2 separate regions of the Hordeum vulgare genome follow, and region 2 is linked to region 1. Evidence: chromatin contacts called from public Hi-C data. All regions are on one chromosome and are shown on one strand. Each heading gives the region's core, a stretch centred on a gene start, on an enhancer-like site or on the middle of the called end of the contact. The rest is flanking DNA. Distances are from core to core; before and after follow the strand shown. Region 1 has its middle 140 kb from the start of LOC123402581. Region 2 holds the start of LOC123401575 (protein MIZU-KUSSEI 1-like).

Region 1 (6,565 bases), core at 3,350-5,849:
CTTTTTCAGTACACATTGTACATTTCGTATACATCTGAAATATTAGTTACATATTTGTTTGGAATTTTTAAAGTACATGATTAATATTTTTTTAAATTGCTGTTTTTGAACAAATTCTAGATTACTTGTTAAACATTTTTTATATACAGATTGAAACATTTTTCAGTACACATTAAAACATTTTTCTGAATTGTATGCCACATTTTTTAAACTACTCGAACATTTTTGTACATTGCATAGACAGTTTTCTAAATGTTACAAGCATGCATGTTAAATGTGTGAAGATTTTTAAATTTAACGTACATTTTTAAAATGAAATTTAAATTTTATTTTACTATAGTAACATATTTCTTACATTGCATAAACACTTTTCGAAAAATGTCACTTACGTTTTTTTCTTTATATGTCACAGCATTTCTAAATGCTATCAACATTTTGTAAAAAAAATACATTAGCTATTGTTTACACTGCATTAATGTTTTTAAAGTTCACGGTTTTGGATTTTTTATGTAATTGAAGTTTTCAAATATATGTTATTATGATGTTTTAAAATTATTTAAAAAATATATGAACGAATGGAACAACAAAGGAGAAAAATAATCTAACCTGCATGAAGCTATTTGGTTTGGCCCATAAATAGAGATGCTTGAGGGGAAACGGGCTTGTGAAGTGAGACACACCCGCTCCTGGGCCTTGGTATGGTTTTATTTTTTCTAGAGAGTATTTTTTACTGCCATGCACCCGTATGCATTGATCTAGCCAAATGATAACGCCAACATGCGTGGCATGTTTTCACTTCGTCAAAACGCGTCGTTTCATGTTGATTTTATTTTGCACGAGTCTTAACAACGGTTGATGACTTTTGTGTGCCATGTAGGCATCATAGTGTGTGTGGGCGCTGGAGAGTTCGCTCACACGTCCCACATCACGCGGTTGCCAACTGCGTCGTGTGGACGAATCAGTTTCCACCCACACAGTCAACACTTAGTCCCCGCGTGTGTGGGTGAATTTCTCTTCGCCTACACGACGCTCGTACGTTGCTAGATGGCAACTGCAGTTACGCGTATGTGGCAATTAGTTAAACATACATGGCAACTATGATTCGTTGCTAGATGAAAATTGCAGTTGCCATATGTGAAAACTAAGTAAACACATGTGGTAACTATGATTAACCATAGATGGCAACTTTGGTTGGACCACCCGTGGCAACTAGTTAATCATACATGGCAATTATTGTTTGACCACATAGGACAAGTAGTTAATCACATATAGCAAATATCATTTGATTACACATGACAACTACCGTTAATTAGACATGGCAACAATAGCTTACCAAAACAGAGAAGTTGCCATGCTTTTATAACTACATTTGCCATCACGGGTAACTAAAAGTTGTCATCCCCGGGGTAAGTGTTATCCCGCGGGTAACTAACGTAGTTGCGCCAGGACATGTGGGCAAATTTACTTCGTGCCACACGCATGGAGTGGGGATGAGTACGTAGTAGTTGTTGGACGTGTGGCACGAAGTAGGTGCTCCCACAAGGGTGGAGAATTTTAGTGTTCACCCATACATGATCGTGTGGGATGCCTCCTAATTATGCCACGCAGGACGTGTGGTCGCATGTCTAATATGCCTCACGTATGGTGAATATCGGGACCCTTATCTATCATTGAATGTGTCAAAAATTGTGGATCTGAAGTTTGATGATATACATCAAAACATTGGTTTACACTTTAAATAAAAGAAACCAATGAAAACTAGAGAAAAAAACATGACCAGTATATTTTTATTTTACCGCTAAACAATGAAACATTACAATACACCATAAAATAAGAAAAAAACTAACAAAACATTATATTATGCTCTTGAGAAGATAAATTTTGGAGAACCCGAGAAAGTAGCATGAATCTCTAAGTAACGATGAACGGTGGATGCATGTAGAGTGCATGGTTGAATCATCCGCTTCCTATTTATCTCTCTTTCATGTTCGCAACGTCATGATACCCCCCACACACACATCATATATCATATAAACAAAATGAATCACAAGTAAATGATTGAGTTGGGACTAAACTATTCACCATCATTCCCAACTCCTCCATCGTTGCTTCGAAGCAGTGACTCCCACTTCAATACTGAATCCCAGTATACTTTCAGCGAGTGTAACCCACCCTCAACTCTAAAATACCACAAAAGAGAAGGCAAGATCACAGGCATGGGGTAGAAGGCATCCATCGTTACATTAGGCATGGGCGGAGAGTTGAAGCGAGTGGTGCAACACTAAAAGTGCATCTAACCCCTTAAATGTGTTTTAGTATTGACGATGACATATAGTTAGAGTGACTAACACTTCAAATAAGTGATCCTTTGGTATTTACTCTCATATGATGAAAATGGCGAAGGTGAGAAACACACTTTGATTTGAAAAGCAAAAACGTGTCGACATATTGAAAAAGGCCCAATTTTTTGGGTTCATTTGAGTCATAAGAAAGCCTCACTATAAGAAAGCTTGATGTCATGTATAAATGTGGGGATCATGAGCTATATTTTCCATATAAAACCCACACAAAAAACCTCTTCATTACCGCCTCTAGAAAAATCCCTTCGACATCTCTCTAGAGATACGCCGGAGCTTCGAGGTGGTTCTCCGAGAACCTAACCCCCGGACATCCGTGATACCCCTTGGTTGTGGCTCTAGGCACTGAGTAATCGGGCCCCCTGACCGTTGGGCCTCCGAGGTTCACCCTGGTTTTGACTTTGGATAAACTAGACATCTTGGGTCCCGCATGACATCAACCACTGTTTAAGTCAAGGTTCAGACTTGCTATTTATTACTGATTATGTTTATTATTGTCAAGATTAATGAAAATGGAAGGCAGTCTATTTTTGTCCTTTCTAAAACACATGACACAAGTAGAGCCCGTGGAGCATTGACAATGTAGGTGCTTGCTTGTGAAGCAAACAACATAACATACATCTTTGATCCACTCATCTTCTTTTTACTGTCCAACCTGATGTGAAGGAATCTTTCGAGGTTTACACCCCCTGCATTGTCTTATGGCAGTTCAACCATCTTTCTTTCACGGACCCTTGTTCCTCAGTCTTAGCTGGGTACCATCCCATATGCACTATAAGATGTTTTAGATATTTTAGTATGCACTATATATATATATACAGATTGAAACGGGTGAAGAAGCATACTAAATTGTGTCTAATATATTCCCTCCATCTTAAAATAAGTAACTCAAAAATGACTTCGCTTTATACTAAAGTTAGTACAAAACTGAGTTATTTTTGAGTCACTTATTTTGAGACGGAGGGAGTACATCCGATTGACAAAAAAGGGAACATCTTAGAGGGTGTTTGTTTCTAGGGACTTATTGGTTTAGGGACTTAAAAAAGTCCCTATAAGTCCCACCTAAACCAAACACAAGGGACTTATTGTGGTGATTTGGGACTTATCAAATAAGACTCTCAGGGAGGAGCTTATTGGGACTTATCCCGGGCCGGACCTACCCCGCGTCGCTCCAGGCTCGTTCCCCGCACGCCGCCCCGCCTCTCGGTCCAATCGTCGCCACCGCCCCGCCTCTCGCCCCGTCGCCGCCCCGCCCCTCGCCCGTCGCCGCCCCGTCGCCGCCCCGCCTCTCGCCCCGTCGTCGCCCCGCCTCGGTTCGCTCTGCCTCGGTTCGCCGCCCCGTCGCCGTCCCGCCTCTCGCCCCGCCTCTCGCCCGTCGCCGCCCCGTCGCCGCCCCGCCTCTCGCCCCGTCGCCGCCCCGCCTCGGTTCGTTCTGCCTCGGTTCGCCGCCCCGTCGCCGTCCCGCCTCTCGTCCGTCGCCGCCCCGTCGCCGCCCCGCCTCTCGCCCCGTCGCGCCCCGCCTCGGTTCGTTCTGCCTCGGTTCGCCGCCCCGTCGCCGTCCCGCCTCGGTTCGTTCTGCCTCGGTTCGTTGCAGCGGTGCCTCCAATCGCCGGACAGGCCATCTCCTGAGCCTCGTTGCAGCGGTGCTTATCCTATGTGTCGTACGCGTTGGCTGATGACAATCCATATGAACAAGTGTATTATTAGGTGCAACATGGACTTATAAGTCGTCCCTGTAAACAAACAGGTAGGGACTCGGGACTTATAAGTCCCTGTAAACAAACATGTAGGGACTTATGACTTATAAGTTGAGACTTAAAAAAGTCCTAGGACTTATGAAACAAACATGGCCTTATATTTGTGAACCGAGGGGGCAACTTTTTATTTATCCATCCGATGCATCACAACCTCCACAAGTAAAGTCAAAATAAACAAACAGATGATGCATACTACAAGGTACAATCACAGTGCTCATAAAAGCTCATCCCACGTTGCTTTTTCACTTCTTGGATCTTCTTCTCTCAAAGTCCCTTTCGTTGTGCACCCGAGCAGTATATATATATATCAAAAGAGTCTTTGTTCAGTGTTTCCGTCGTCCGCGTATATCCCTCTCTCCCTTCTTTTTCCTTTTCCTATCCAGATGCTACACACATGAGCACGACGTAACATGGGGGGTGACTACCAACAACCATCGCACACACTTTGCCGCCTTTCCATGCCGCTCGCCGCTCGCCGCTCGCCACTCGATGGATCCACGCAAAAGCCACCCTCCACACGTCCCCCCACCCACCCTTCTTCCCCAGCTTTACTGCACCTGCATGAGAATTGAGATGAGACTACATCCTCTGGTCCTTCGACACATCGCCGCGTTGCAAAGCGGCTGACGCTTTGGCCGACCTCTTAGTTATCGCGGTACCGCCTCACATGCTTCCGCTCGTCCTACGTCCGTGCGGGCCACGGGCACAGACGGACGCTAGCTGACTAAGCTCAGCTCCACTCGCCACTGTTGTATTGTATCGCGCTCTGGACTCACCTGGATGCGACAGGGATGGCGGACACCGGCACCTTCGCGGCGCCACCGCCCCCGTGGATGCCGTCTCCAGCGATGTTCATCACGCCGCCCGCGCTGCCGGGCTACTACCAGGGCTCCGCGGCGGGCGCCGTGCCGGGGGCGCCTCGGGAGGGCGGGGGCTCCATCGGCACGTTCTTCGGCGTGCTCGCGGCGGTCCTGGTGCTCACCGCGGTGTCCTGCGTCTTCGGCCGCGTGTGCCGGGCGCAGGCCGAGGGGCCCGACGAGGCGTACGACTGCGCGAGGCTGTGGCGGCGCTGGCGCTGGTGGAGGCCGCCTCCCCGGATCGTCAGGCACGGGGCGAAGCCGCCGCCCATGGAGGAGGTGCCTGCCGCGCTGCCGCTGCCGGAGCCATGAAGTGTTCGTTAAGCTGCCGGCCATCAAGTTCCTGCCGGCGTGTTCCCGCTCCTTCCAGGTTCGAGTTAGCAGCAGTAGAGTAGTAGTGATCCGAGTGCGTTAGTGTATGTACGCCACTATACTGCACGATAGCATATCTTATCTGGATCCTTGTGTTCTTCAAGCCATGGAGAATTATATTTTTAGATTTGCATCATGCCCTCGTTCCTTTGTACTCGGGTTGATCAAAATAATAATGCACTTCTGATGACCAATATTCCCTTGTTAAACTCACCGCCGGCCCTTGTTTTGCGCCGCGGAAACCAAACTTGTTGCAACGTTTGGGATCGGCGAGTTCTACGAACCAATCGCGCCGGAATGTTAGGTGTGCGTGGTTTGGCGATCACAATAAAGAATGTACTCCACCCACCACATGGATGGGAGGATCGTCCACGAACTACCGCTGCCACTACCACCAACCAAACCAAATATTACCATATCTTGCCAATCTTCCATGTTGGCCAAAGCCAATTAGAGCAATCATCACAGTCACGGCGTTCAGTAGTGTCCCTTTCACGTAGCTTCTTCACGTAGGAAAGCACCTCCGAAATGGAATGTGTAAATGCCGAGCTAAAATAAGCAAAAGGATGGTTGGAGGTAACTTGGCAGCAACTAAAGGGACGCAGCCAGGTGAGAGTGACATTCTTGGCACACTTATCTTTACTTCTATATCTATATCTATAGGGGCGTACTACACGTGGGTCGACGGATCTTTTTATAAGATCCATCATCACACGAGCCATCCAAATCGTTGATAAGAGTTGTGCATATCTCTCTTCTTGCAACAATGTTTTTATTTAAAAAATATCTAATTTCTGCAACAAGTTTTTTGTTGTAAAACTTTTTCTTCTATAATTTCCCGCAACAAGACCTATCTTGCGTAACCTCTTTTTATCTATTTTTTGCAACAAAATCCTCATCCCAAAAATTACAACAATATCTCCGCCGCATCTATTTTTCTGCAACAAGACACATGTTGTAAAAATTACGACACATCTTGGGGCCGTGTCACGCAAGTGCGCAGTCATCATGTGTTGTCACCATTGCGCAACAACATCATTGTTGCAAAAGGTGAATGAGGGTCAACCAGGCTCCGTGTCAAGCAAAGGAGGTGGCGGACACCCCGCTTTGGATCGGTCGGCTGATAAAAATCATTTCCCATATCTATATAGCACTATTGAAAAGGTGAAGTTTGAGTCGTACGCCCCTACGTGGCTGGACAGGGTTTTGTCTCCTCTTGGTG
Region 2 (6,692 bases), core at 3,307-5,806, 390 kb after region 1:
TGCAATCCCGCGCAGTTTCTTTCCCCCATTTAATTTAGTACGTTATATGCATGCATGTATTATAGATCAATTCATTCTTGATCAGAGAATTTCCTAATCTGACTCAACAGTATTTAAGAGAACGAACTAGTGCACAGACAATTTCCTAATCAGACTCAACAGTATTTAAGAGAACAAACTAGTGCACACATAGATTTGTCTAGGGCGCATCATATTTTCTCTAGGGCATATGCATTATCTTCCGCTAACTTGACCCTTTCTTCATCACACTTTTCCACTAGGGTGAGTGGGTGGCTGTGGTCGTTGATGATTGGATTCCCTGCGAGTCTCCTGGAAAACCAGCATTTGCTACGAGTAGGAAACAAAATGAGCTATGGGTATCCATTCTTGAGAAAGCTTATGCAAAACTTCATGGCTCTTATGAGGCACTAGAAGGCGGGCTTGTGCAAGATGCTCTAGTAGACCTCACAGGAGGAGCTGGCGAGGAGATTGATATGCGGAGTCCGCAAGCACAGATTGATCTTGCTAGTGGAAGATTGTGGTCTCAGTTGTTACATTTTAACCAAGAAGGTTTTCTTCTTGGAGCTGGAAGTCCCTCTGGCTCTGATGCTCATATTTCATCAAGCGGCATTGTGCAGGGACATGCTTACTCCATTTTGCAGGTTTGCTCTCATTTGTTCGTTTCAACTTTTGGCAGTCTCCATTCTACGTTGATACATTTATACTGTATTTTCAGATAAGAGAAGTTGATGGCCACAAGCTTGTCCAAATTAGAAATCCTTGGGCAAATGAAGTTGAATGGAATGGACCATGGTCAGACTCGTCACAAGAGTGGACTGAACGAATAAAGCATAAGCTCAAGCATGTTCCACAGGTATTCATCTTTTCCTTGCTATATAATTTTGAGTGAGTAGATGGTGCTCCACTAGCTTTGGTCAGAAAGGATTAATGTTTTTTTTGTACTAGCAGAACACAAACAATATATCTTTCTTATGAAAAAGCTCCACATGATTTTTACCATCTCAGTGTCTAAGCAATCAAGTAAACAGAATAGTGTGAAAATTAAAAATATCTTATTATCAATACTTCAATAGCCATCCCTGCAATTTTTGGTTATATTGTCTTTCGGAAAAACAGGCACCTGCATTTGAATTTACAACTCACCATACTATCTTATTATCTATTATTGGTGTTGCAGTCGAAGAATGGTGTATTCTGGATGTCTTGGCAAGATTTTCAGATCCACTTTCGATCAATATATGTTTGTCGTGTTTATCCACCTGAAATGCGCTATTCTGTCCATGGGCAATGGCGTGGCTACAGTGCAGGTGGTTGCCAAGATTATGACTCTTGGCATCAAAATCCTCAGTATCGACTTAGGGTAACAGGACGTGATGCACTGTATCCTGTCCATGTGTTTATTACCCTTACACAGGTATGCGCCATCTGCATGTTAATACTCCCTCCGTCCCAAACTTCTTGTCTTAGATTTGTCTAGATATGAATGTATGTAGTCACGTTTTGGTATTTAGATACACCTACATCCATTTATAGACAAACCTAAGACAAGAATTTTGGGACGGAGGGAGTATAAGACTTGAAGGGAGCACTTTGATGCTGATTTTGACACAAACTTCTGCTTGTCAGGGTGTTGGTTTCTCTAGAAAGACAAATGGTTTCAGGAACTACCAATCTAGTCATGATTCTTCCATGTTCTATATTGGAATGAGGATACTCAAGACAAGGGGCTGTCGTGCTGCTTACAATATCTACATGCATGAATCGGTTGGTGGGACAGATTACGTAAACTCAAGGGAGATATCGTGTGAATTGGTCTTGGAACCTTACCCGAAAGGATACACAATTGTGCCAACAACTATCCATCCAGGGGAGGAAGCACCTTTTGTTTTGTCAGTTTTTACAAAAGCACCAATCAAACTAGAAGCTGTTTAGTGCAAGATTGAGACTCCATGCGTTTGCTACTGATTGCTGTGCCTCACAGCTGTTTAGCCCAGGCTCTTTGGGGCCCGAGTGACGCAGAGTCCAGCTGTGGGTTCAAGAAGACCAGGAAATGGGTAAGCGCTTGATCCTTGCCAGTTGACTATGTTTCTGCTATGCCTGTTTCCTGCAGCAGTATGGTCTAATGCTGCAGTGTGCTCTAAACTATAAACATCCTATCTGGTGTGCAGCTACATGCTGCTGCATTGGTTTAGATTTTTCTTTTTTTGGAATTCAGCTAACCGACGGACCTTCTAACCGTTTCAGGGTATTTGCTATAGCGGGTACGCCTATAGCTGGGATTTATGATGCAGCAGCTCTGCACTTGGACCTGAATGTGCTGGAATCCATCAGGGTGCTCTACCTGCAATTGCATAAGTTTGATTGGTTCAAAGCTGATGAGAGAAGGCAATGCTTTCGCTAGCAAAGAGAGGCAATGTTTCCAGTGAGCAGGTTGCATGGCGGCAATTGATCGGTGCATGTGCTGGATGAGAAGAATCGTGGCGTTTTGTGTCCATGCTTGTAGATAGCGGTGACAGCTAACGTTTAGACCTAGTAGCCCAATCCTGTGTATACCTGTCCGTGTTACCCCTGTACATACTATAGAGTTAGATGAGTTTAACCTTGCGCCTGTCGTTCTTATAAGCGCATATCGCTCTTGTGCAGCTTGGAAATGCCGTTCTAGCAAGCTGCAGTTTTGCTGATCCGTAACCTGAGGTAGTCTGGCCATAGTTGTTTTCATTGATTGCCTGTATGTAACCGAAATCTGATCTCATTGAAAGGAAGCGATTTTTTGGTATATGATGTGAAGCCTTTGTTCCTGTGCTCGTCACTCAGCCATTGTGATAATGACAAAGGATTCTGTTCCCCTGACCAAATGGATTCCTACACAAGCAGTATTACTGTGCTATATAGATTTCAGAATTTATCAATGGAGGCTGGACGGTGTGGATCATGCGCAGCTGGGCAGAGCACGCACATTGTCTTGAACTCAAACCCTTTGAAGTGCTCCTCGTCTTTACGCCAATCTGGGCAGTGGCCGGCATGCAATAATACGGCGCCGTAGAGGTGGGTGCTTCTGGGGGACCGCCACCTGAGCCGGTGGCCATAGCCTGAGCTGCGTATGCATGCGGGAAGCAAAACGTCCGTAGTTGGCACGTACACGTGCAAGCAGCGGTTTTACTCACGCGCTAGTGGTGTCCTGGTAGCAGCTGCGCTACTTTGGTTGGCACGGTCGATCTACGGCGTGTCCCAACGGATAAAACTGTCTGATACCTCACGTCTTTTTTAAATTCCAGCTGAGCTCATCTAGTTTGCATGTACTCTCTTCATTCCATAATTTGAACTAAAACTACGAAAATAATTATGGAAGGAAAGGAGTAATGAAATTGCTTAAATTTTCTTTGCTTTCCATAAATATCATCCGCCTGTTTAATTATCCATTTAAAATGTTGACGGCTTCGCTAGCATTTTTTGTGGACTTTTTTTTAACACAAACGTAATCGTTTATATAAACAATGCATATACTCATCCACATGAACATACACATGCACATGCTATTCTTATGTACACATTTGAAAGATTGAGCCGACCAGGGGCGGACCCAAGATTAAATTTTAGAGGGGATAAAGATGGAGAATTTTTTTCTTTGCTAAGTGGGGGCAAATCACCATCTAGCTTGGCATATTTAAAGGGTGCCGAAAATTTAGTGGGGGCAGCTGCCCCCATGGCTTATACGCTGGATTCGGCCCTAAAGCCGACATGTCACCTTGAGATTTACGAAGTCACCGTAGGCGTCTCGTCATCGTCTCCTTTCATTAAATATGCATCGCTGAAAATCCTAAATAAATTCAAAAATAATACGAGCCCTGTAACTTAAATCCTAATGAGCTGAAGGTACCAATGTCCCTCTAAAAGCAACTTCAACCGGATGATTCATTTCGTCTGCCGTTAAATATTTGTATTTATCAAAAATCGGCTAACCGACCACGCGAATAAACATGGGTCGATCCGTAGGACGTGCGGCCGACCTAAATCATAGACCGGACGGATACAAAGCCGAAGGACGACTCACACGGACGAAAAACGGATAAAATCACCGTCCGTTTGGATCGACCTGCTTTAACCATCTAATTATAGGTTGATTCGATCTCTGTGGACGTTTAGCATGTCTGTTTTGATGGGATCGTATTGGAGGTGCACTACCGTCGCCCCATTTGGGTAAGGTGCACGAGTGTAGGCAGCAGCGATGATTACCAGGCCAGAAAGGAAAAAGGTGCCACGGAGAACTTTTACTGACGCCGAGCCCCGGTATCACGTCACCTATCGGCGTCAACCATGGAACGTCGACACACCCTGTGGCCTGTGCCCTCTCCCATCCGCCGTACCCGTACGTGCCCTGCCTGCCCGTTCGGTTGCTCGGCCGGCCGGTCGGTCCGTCAGGCGGCCGTGTTAATCTCATCGCGCCGGTCATTCAGTCTCCACCTCTCGTGCTGGTATTTACGCCGCGCCGGGCAGGGTGTTCCCAGCGCTCGCCGCTTTTGCCAAAAGCGTGCCTCCACCTGCACCTGCCAATTGCAAACCACCTTAAAGCAGGCGGCTTTGCCACTAAAACCCCATCAAATACTCCACCCAGCGGCCACGAATCATTATCGTCGCGCACGCACGGACGGGCGCGGCAAAGAAAGGCAGAGAGAGTGCCGGCGCTGCCCATCATGGCGCGAGCCTTTCGCGCGGCTTCCCCGCTGCCCCTCCCCTCTTCCAGCTCCAGGAGCGCCACCACCGCGAGCGGCGGCGGTGGCAGCGGCAGCTTCACTTGGCTGCTCAAGAAGCGCTCGAGCAAGGCGTCGCTGCGCAGCGGGCCGAGCGGCCGGGAAGCGGAGGACGAGGGGGACGAGGAGGAGGCGGGGGCAGCCGCTCTGTCCTCCGCGCACTCGTCTTCCATCGACGAGCAGTCCCAGTCCTCCTCGTCGTCGTCCAGGAAGAAGCGCGCGGACGCGCTGGCGCGGCTTCGGTCGGTGTTCCTGGCGGCGATCACGCACCGGCGCCGGCGCCGGCAGCTCGGGTCGTGCGTCACGGGCACCATATTCGGCCGGAGGAGGGGTCGCGTGCACGTGGCGCTGCAGACGGACCCGCGATCGGCGCCGGTGCTGCTGGTGGAGATGGCCGCCTACTCCACCGGCGCGCTCGTCAGGGAGATGTCCTCGGGCCTCGTGCGCCTCGCGCTAGAGTGCGAGAAGCCGCCGCTCAACGCAGGTACGTACGCCTGCCAACCACAGCGAGAGCAGCTCGAGCGCCAAAGCTACGGACTAACCCGCAGACACGTGCAGGGGAGAAGCGGCGGCCGCTGCTGGAGGAGCCGACGTGGCGCGCGTACTGCAACGGGCTCAAGTGCGGCTACGCGGTGCACCGCGAGTGCGGCGCCGACGAGTGGCGCGTGCTGGGCGCCGTGGAGCAGGTGTCCGTCGGCGCAGGCGTGCTCCCGGACGACGGTGCCGCCGGTGCCGGCGAGGGAGATCTGATGTACATGCGCGCCAAGTTCGAGCGGGTCGTCGGATCGAGGGACTCGGAGGCGTTCTACATGATGAACCCCGACGGCAGCGGAGGACCCGAGCTCAGCATCTACTTGCTCAGAGTCTGATGGCCGATCCACCAAAAAATTCTTCCTGTGTGGACTTTGTATACGTCCTTGTGCATGCAAATTTGGGGTTGTTTTTTATTCTCTTGAGTTCCATGTATTCTGGTGCACGACTTGTACAGTATGTAGTACGTACAATAGCATCATTGCTCACTCTAGTGTTTAATCAAACAAATTTGCTATTTCACATCTAGATATAATATACTTGGAGCAAGTCCAGCCGTTTGGGCCCCAGCACACCCGACGAATCCCTTTTGGCGTTTGCGTCGACGCTTTTTTCGTCCCGGGGCGAACGAGTTTACAGCCGCGTCCCAGATTTCGGCCCACGCATGCCAACTAATTCAAATTTATCTTTCCCGCTACCAAAAAGACGCCACTAGTTCAGCAATCATCACGTCATAAGTCGACGATCAGTATGCCATAGTTCGGCGATCAAACACACCCAATAGTACGGCGGTCAAAATGAAGGGGTAGTAGACATGAAACGAATCAAGCGGCCGGCTCAACATAGTGCGGCTCTTCTGCCACGAGACTGTCCGGTGTCGGGCTCGTCCTTGGCGTGGTTTCTGTGTTCGGGCTGGGCGTCGTCTTTGGTGTTGCCGTCGTGGTCACCGCCGTGGTCGCCACCAGGGGTTGGTGCGCCACCCTTAGGCCTATTTTTGTCCCTCTCCGGGTGGGTGGCCCCTCCCGGTGGAACCTCGGAACCCATTCGTCACTCCCGGTACTTTACGGGTAATGCTCAAAATCTTTCCGGAAGCCAAATGCACCCTTCCTATATATCAATCTTCGTCTCCGGACCATTCCGGAACTCCTCGTGACGTCCGGGATCTCATCCGAGACTCCGAACAACATTCGGTTACTATCATGGTTTTGTCACAACAGATGTCCTCGTGAAAGGACTTAGTGATGGAGCCATCACATCTTGGTGGCGACTCAAAGGGGTTAAGCGGAAGCGAGAGTCGGGTTTACCCAGGTTCAGCCCCTCTGATCGAGGTAATAGCCTACGTCCTGCTTTGTGTATATTGATGGTGGAATCGATTACAAAGGTGCGTATTTT

The links. Hi-C and Micro-C count contacts between places; a contact is called where the count stands out from the background.
Region 2: a Hi-C map of seedling shows a contact between it and region 1, with 2.5 times the contacts expected there. The contact joins the promoter of LOC123401575 here to the enhancer-like site in region 1. A contact is called at or near these places in 2 of 6 Hi-C or Micro-C datasets (leaf and seedling).

What each region holds. Positions count from the first base shown.
Region 1 is chr6H:466,941,827-466,948,391 of MorexV3_pseudomolecules_assembly, forward strand. No RefSeq gene overlaps it. Among protein-coding and RNA genes, the nearest start is that of LOC123402581, 140 kb to the left of the region's middle. Within about 2 kb of position 4,600, at least 3 of the 3 cell types and tissues checked have open chromatin away from gene starts, as enhancers often do. A contact at or near this core is called in leaf and seedling, where this site is marked.
Region 2 is chr6H:467,328,338-467,335,029 of MorexV3_pseudomolecules_assembly, forward strand. LOC123401575 (protein MIZU-KUSSEI 1-like) reads left to right here and starts at 4,557. Exons shown (of 2, transcript XM_045095404.1): 1 at 4,557-5,253; 2 at 5,328-5,872. The coding sequence starts at 4,713. The coding sequence ends at 5,638. It overlaps LOC123401574 (calpain-type cysteine protease ADL1), which reads left to right. Exons shown (of 32, transcript XM_045095403.1): 28 at 282-662; 29 at 737-874; 30 at 1,199-1,435; 31 at 1,648-2,075; 32 at 2,266-2,797. The coding sequence ends at 1,953.